Linked DNA regions of Rattus norvegicus: region 1 is linked to region 2. Evidence: chromatin contacts called from public Hi-C data. All regions are on one chromosome and are shown on one strand. The core of a region is the stretch at or near the end of the contact, and the rest is flanking DNA. Distances in the headings are between cores, read along the strand shown.

What was found. Hi-C and Micro-C count contacts between places; a contact is called where the count stands out from the background.
Region 1: a Hi-C map of liver shows a contact between it and region 2, with 2.7 times the contacts expected there. The contact joins the promoter of Chmp3 here to the promoter of Rmnd5a in region 2. A contact is called at or near these places in 1 of 12 Hi-C or Micro-C datasets (liver) and 1 of 1 datasets of contacts at active chromatin or transcription factors (oligodendrocytes).

Annotation. Positions count from the first base shown.
Region 1 is chr4:105,133,353-105,136,577 of GRCr8, reverse strand. It overlaps Chmp3 (charged multivesicular body protein 3), which reads right to left and starts at 1,718. Exons shown (of 6, transcript NM_172331.1): 1 at 1,653-1,718. The coding sequence starts at 1,697.
Region 2 is chr4:104,989,049-104,992,689 of GRCr8, reverse strand. It overlaps Rmnd5a (required for meiotic nuclear division 5 homolog A), which reads left to right and starts at 1,602. Exons shown (of 10, transcript NM_001427218.1): 1 at 1,602-2,121. The coding sequence starts at 1,980.

The DNA.
Region 1 (3,225 bases), core at 469-2,968, 140 kb before region 2:
CCATTTCACATAAAATGACACAGGAAAAAGCTAAAAGCAAGGCACAGACCTTGCAGGATGATAAATGGTCAACTTTAAAGTCTTTACTTTTTTTTTTAAATGTTACCTTTTTTTTAAATGTGGGGATTATATTTTTAAAATGAATGCATGGTAATGTCTCAAAAATTCTACAACACCCAAACTTTTCCCTAAAATCTTTGCGTTCTGAGCCACTGTCCAGTCTGGCCTTGAACTCTTGCATTCAGGAAGACTCCTTCCCAGACGACCCAAGTAGTTGAACTGCAGGCCGCACTGCATCTCTTAAAACCTTTTCTTATTAAGAATATTCATTCCCTGTTACATTTTGCTCTCTAGTATAAAACTGAGCGTGTGGAACTTAAATGAGACAAGCATACAATTTCACGTTAGAACATTATGTAGACCATTTTGTGGTATTTGTATACTCTTCTTGAAGATATGGATTTAGCTTTGTCATCCGTAAGTTGAGATAGAGTCTAAAGAAAACAATCTCATGACTATTTAAATTTATGCCTGGTATGTACATTACTTGTTTAACATTTCCATTATTTTAAATAATAATAAATGTGAATGCTAAGGAGGTGATGTCAATTTCTCCTCTGGTAGAGTACCCATCTAAAAAAATAAAACATGCACTAGAAAATGGCAGAGTTAATGAGGCTGGCTTGACAGCTACACTTCCGTAATCAAACTAAAGTACTTGAAGGACAAGTTTGACTTCTGCACAATGCTTGTCAAACATCAGGGCACATACTAAGCACTGGGGATAGTCCTAATTTAAAATCTGATTCAATGGGTCTGGAATGGGACCCCACACGTTCAATATGCTGGGTGTTGGTAGGTACTGTTGGAGCAACTCAGTAATTAGGCTGAGTGTAAAGAACGCACCTTCACTACCCCTACCACAGCTCAAGCTGCATGGCTTTTAATGGCCAATTACTGCAGTAGCACTCTTCTTACATGACATGCGAGAAGAAGTCTCGGACAAGTTTCTCGAGATCAGAGAGCCGAGACCTCTGAAAGTAGGACTCAAACTTAGGCGGCTGATTATTGGTTCCTAAAATAACTCAATTTACAAGCAGATCTAAGAATTCAGAGTAGGGGCAGAACTATTTTCGGTAGCATTCTTATGGGTAGGATCCTGACAGAACTACTGAGCTTTTGGAGTAAACAGAAAGTCGGGCTTCCCTGCACTAAGAGGTGAATGCGAAACGGACCTGCCCAGCAAATGCCTGGACCTTTTGGGGATCCGACCCGGTTCAACGCACACAACCTTCCGGTCGGGGCAGGTCCTCCGGGTGGTCTGCAGACCGGCGTGGGGGCGGGGCCTGCGCTTGAGAAAGGTTCCGGGCGGCCCGTACCACTGCACGCAGGGGAGAGTGCTTCCTCAGGGCCGGGCTGTGTGGCGCCTCAAGCGCCTAGGAGCGAGGCCGGGGTGCTAACTCCGGCCCTACGCACCCGGGTTGGACGCGGAGCAGCAAATGCGCACTCTTCCTCACAGCCCAATCCTAAACTCTTCCCTCGGCCCCTCGGCCAAGTGGAAGGCCCCGGAAATGGGGGCCAGCCGGAGAGCGCAGCTAGCTATTCCCACCTCCGCTGCCCAGCGCGTAGCTTCCCCGGTCGCTGGCCCTTACCAGCTCTTTGGGAGGCTTCTCTTGGGTTTTTCCAAACAGCCCCATGATGAACTGAACTCCTCCTATCCCTTCCGACTTTCCGTTCCCTGCGCCCAGGCAGGTCACGGGCAGCCGCCTGGGCGGGGCTGCGAGGAAGGGAATCAGACGCCCAGAGAAGGGCGCGGCGGCAGCAAGGGTAGTACGCACGCGCGCAGCGCAGGCGCAGAGTTAAGTTGGGTGGGGTTCTACAGGCCGGGGACACCGTTGCGCTTGATGAGGGCGGCTTAATATAAGATATATATTGCCTACACCCAAAATCTGTCACCTAATCCAGAAATATGTATCTCAACGCTGTCACGCATATTTACAGTCACTTCCCAGATATTTGTGGATGGGTTTCTCTTTATGGCTAGGAATCATCTCACAGACTGCAAATCTGTACTCCTCTTAGCACCTATTCGAAAACTTGACCATCACCTTCTTTCCCCTCTTTAGGAAGTCTCAAAAGTTCTAGCAATGAGCTTATGCTAAAGCCATAAAAGAAATATTGATTCAACAGATTGTAACATCTGTTACACTTGTGAGATTAAGGTTAAACAGACCTGCACAAGTCCAGCTGAAACTAACTTTTAAATAAGATACCACAAAAGACTTCCATTCTGCACCTATCGAAGAAATGGATTCATTGACAAGGAACTGTGCAAGGGAACTTGGGTCCCTGGAAGAAGAGGAAGCTACTTCTACTGCCTCTCATTAAAAAAACACATCATGGGGCTGGAGAGATGGCTCAGCGGTTAAGAGCACTGACTGCTCTTCCAGAGGTCCTGAGTTCAATTCCAAGCAACCACATGGTGGCTCACAACCATCTGTAATGAGATCTGATGCCCAGCGACAGAATGCTCATACACAAAATAAATAAATATTTAAAACACACACACACACACACACACACACACACACACACACACACACACACACCATGGCCAAGATGGCCAAGAAGCAAGTTGGGAAGAAAGGGTTTCTTACGAATACAGACACATTACTGTTCATCACCAAAGGAAGTCAGGACTGGAACTCACACAGGAAAAGAAGTAGGAGCTGATGCAGAGGCCATGGAGAGATGTCACTGGCTTGTTTCTCCTGGCTTGATCAGTTTGCTTTCTTATAGAACCCAAGATTACCAGCCCAGGGATGGTACCGCCACAAGGGACCCTACCTGCTTGATCACTAATTGAGAAAATGTCTAATAGCTGGATCTCATGGAAGCATTTCCATAACTGAGGCTCCTTTTTTTGTGATAACTCCAACTTCTGTCAAGTTGACACATAAAACTAGCCAGTACAATGGAGAAAACTTTAAAAACCCTATTTTCTTCACCGAAACCTTAATGATAAATAAAAATAAATACTCTCTAACAGAACAGAGGCAACCTGGGGCCATCATCATATTTCCTCTGGAAAGGAACAAGTTAGTGTATCTTACAGTTAAGTCTGCATATGTTCTGGCTTTTGTATCGTAGCTTTCTTTAAATTCTAATATGGCCACTGTCTGGGTGGAGAGGAAATCAGACTCCTTTCTTTATCATGTTTTAAAA
Region 2 (3,641 bases), core at 353-2,852:
AAGATGATACCAGGCACCCTGGGGCTTGTTTTTACAAAGGAAGAAGGCCTTTTGTTCTTTTGGTTGGCTGAGCACTTTCACAAAATGGATGGTAGCTAGAAAACCTTTTGAGGAGAATGACAAGATTGCTGGAGCTAAATGGTTTTTATTTTTGAGAAGCAGGAATCAGGGCCATCTGCCAAGAGGACTAAAAGCCATGGTGAGGAGTAGAAAGGAGCTCTGAAATACCATCAGCTGAACTCCCAAATATCCAGTATCCTTTATCATTAAAGGCCACCATATATATCATCCCATTAAATCTACCCACCCACGGAAGTATTTTCCCCCACTTGATGCTACATTATGAAAACAGAAATTGAACTTCAAAAAGGTTACCACCATAATTAAAGGAAAACAAAGACTGTCCACCAGGGTGCTGGCAGTGTTCTAGAAACAAACAGGCTACAACAAAGGGGGTTTTACTTAAGTGGTGCAAGCAAAATTCCAATTATTATTTTAGACTTTGACAAGTGATGTGGGAGAGGAAAAAATGGTGCTGTAAGAGATACGGTGGATTGATGGAGAAAATTCGGGGAGGCAGAGGTGATAAAACCATGATGGAGGTAGGAATGCTGTGAGCAGGCAAGCAAGCTGGAAACTTCAGGTCCAGGAAGGTAGATTCTCCCAGGCCCAGGCTATGAGGCAGAGACTTGGCGAAAAGCTAGTAGGATAGAAGCCTGGTGAGCAAGAGGGCACTGGCCAAGGCCAGAACCCCATGGTAAACCAGGGCAAAAGCCCTGCCTTTGCCAAGGTAAGGGCAAGGAGCAAGGGCCAGGTTGCTCAGCTCGCCCACGCGTGTTCGTGACCGCCACCAAGACGCCCAGCACGTGGACAGGGCGACAGTAAAGGCCACTTGCAGGCCGAGGGGCGTCAAAGAACCAGAATTAGCCAAGCTGGGCGTGGGCCATCCTTCCAAGAGCTACCACCTTCCATCGGTGAGCGACCCCGCCCGGGCCCTCCGCCACCAGGCAGCCAGACTGACAGCCTTTCTTCCCGGAAGCGGGCCTCTCAGCCGAAACTTTGGTCAAAATGCCGTGCGGAGATAACACAAATTGCAAACAAGGCGAAGTCCTGGAGAAAACAGCCCTGTTGATTTATCCTGTTTCCCCTCGCGGCTTCCCAGTAGAAGATTTAAGCGCCTCTCTTCAAGTCACCCCCCTCCAACAGCGAGAGCATTGGTTTGTCCCCTCAGTCCGGATTGGCTGAAATTTTACGCCTTGGCTAGCGATTGGAGAATATTTGTCTCGTTCCTAGCCCCTGCGTCAATTGGTCGGTCTCCTGCTTCTGGGCGGAGCATCCGGGGACGGTTTCCACCCTCTTGTTTACCGGCCGCTTAGTTGACGCTCTCGCTAAAGTTCCCTGTTCAGCCGCGCGGGCCAATTGCGCCGCTCGCTCCGCCCCCGCCCCCTCCCTCACGGCCTCCTGCGTGGTACTGCCCACACCTTCAGAACGCCGGCTCTTCCTCCGCCCGCGCTGGCCCGCTGCTTACCCCGACCCCGCGTCGAGTCCGCGCTTGGTACGGCCCGCGCCACCTCCTCCGCTCGTGAGGGAGGCTCGACCCCCTCCCGGGCCGCGGCTCTTGGTGCCGCCCGGGAGAACCAGGTCATCGGCCGGTTCCCGTGAAAACAAAAACAATCGGCGGCGCCGCCGGGGGGCGGCCGAACGCGGCGAGACAGGGGGCCCGGGGCGAGACGCGGCGCCGGGTAGGGCGGGCGAGCGAGCGAGCGCGAGCGGCGGGGCCGGGGCGCCATGGGGCGGGCGGGCATGGGCTGCGCGGGGCTCTCCGGGTGCCGCGGCTAGCGCGCCCGCCTTGCCTTCGTCTCCCGCGCTGCCCGCCTGCCGCCTTGGGGGAGGAGGAGCAGGACGCGGCCTCGGTGGGGCCCGGGCCGAACCACTGCGGACCCCTGGGCGCCGGGGAGCCAAGCGCCGCGGTCTCCGGCATGGATCAGTGCGTGACGGTGGAGCGCGAGCTGGAGAAGGTGCTGCACAAGTTCTCGGGCTACGGGCAGCTGTGCGAGCGGGGCCTGGAAGAGCTCATCGACTACACCGGCGGCCTCAAGCACGAGATCCTGCAGAGCCACGGTGAGGGTGGGCGCGCGGGGGTCGGGGCCCTGCGCTGTGTCTGCTGGTCCCCAGGCCGCGGCGACTTTTCCTCGTCGCGCGGACCCACCCGGAAACGCGGTGGCCTGGGGGAGCAGTCCGCTGCACACGGCTCGGGGCGGGGAGGCTTGCGTGGTCCTGCGGGCCGCAGGTGTGCGAGTGATAAAGGGGGTCTGCGCAGGACTTTGTCTAATTCTCGGCTTCGCAGACTTTTTTTCCCGTGGTGGTTCTTAGTTGAATGTTCTTAGCTGTGGGTTTCCACATCAGCCGCTGCTGGAACTTCAGAGCTGGACTTAGGTGAGCAGGCAGCTCTTCTGAAATCTCATAGGAAGCCGGCTGATTTGAACCATTCAGCGCTCCTGCTTTAGCCTCTGTAGAGACGGATGGAGCAGTTGTCGAGTTGTTAGTTACTTGACTTACCTGGTCCAGTTTGTACTTGTTAATAATTCTTTCAGAAAACTGTTTTTCCGTAGAAAGTGTTTTGCCTAGGTTATTTCTTCAGTTGCCTGGGCTAACTTTGAGAAAGGGTTTTGTGTTTTAAAAATGACATTAGAGGTCTGGTACTTTGGAGCCACAATGCTGACCCTTTCTGAAGAGTAAAGGACTTGTAATATTAGAGATTCTTTCAAGAGGTTGGGCCCTTGTCAGTTTGAGGGCTGAACAGAAATTAAAGGGATGTTTACTAGTCAGGGAGAAATGCTGATGGTGCAGGTGAGATTAAGGCAGTGCTAGCCCTGCCTCTCTCTTCTTTCCTCTACACCTTTATTTCCCAGACATTTCAGTTGTGAGTGACTGCTCCTCTCTGGTAAAGGAGTCTGACAACTTCTGACACAGCTGTCGCTTTGGAACGCCGTATAAATATATAGAAAACATATTGATGGCTGCTTGTGAAAAGATTATTTGACTGAATTGGTGGTGATCATATACTTGATACAAACAAAATAAGGAGGGGTGTGAGGAAGTCTGGTGAATTTTGACTCATGGGGTGAAGTTTGAGCACTGACTTCTCTTCCAGAGGCCCTGAGTTCAATTCCCAGCAATCACTTGGTGAAGGGGCTGGAGAGAAGGTTAAGAGATGAAATTCAAGGGTCTGATGAACATAGAGCAAAGGGCTTGGGTGTACGTGAGACTAAAATTGGTTGTTTTCTTTTGGTTGTGGTGTTTTGAGGTAGAGTCTCACTGTGTGGCCCAAGCCAGCTTTGAATTTATAATCTTGTCTTTATCTTTCTAGTGTTGGGATTCCCGGTGTGGCCCCCTGTGTTTCCAGATATTTCTAGGCAGACTGTGGAGATCATAGGATGTGAGATGAAAGATCGTAGGCTCTAAACACAGCCAAAGTAGAGCAGAAATGAAAAGGGCAGAAAGGATAAGAGAGGCTGCTTGGCTGGTACTTGACATTTTGTGGACAAACCAGATTATTTCGGGCTAAGAAAAAAATAGTGCACACTGAAGTGGAAGGCAATCAGTCCAAGGTGGTTCTACCTCAGTGCTTAGAGACCCCG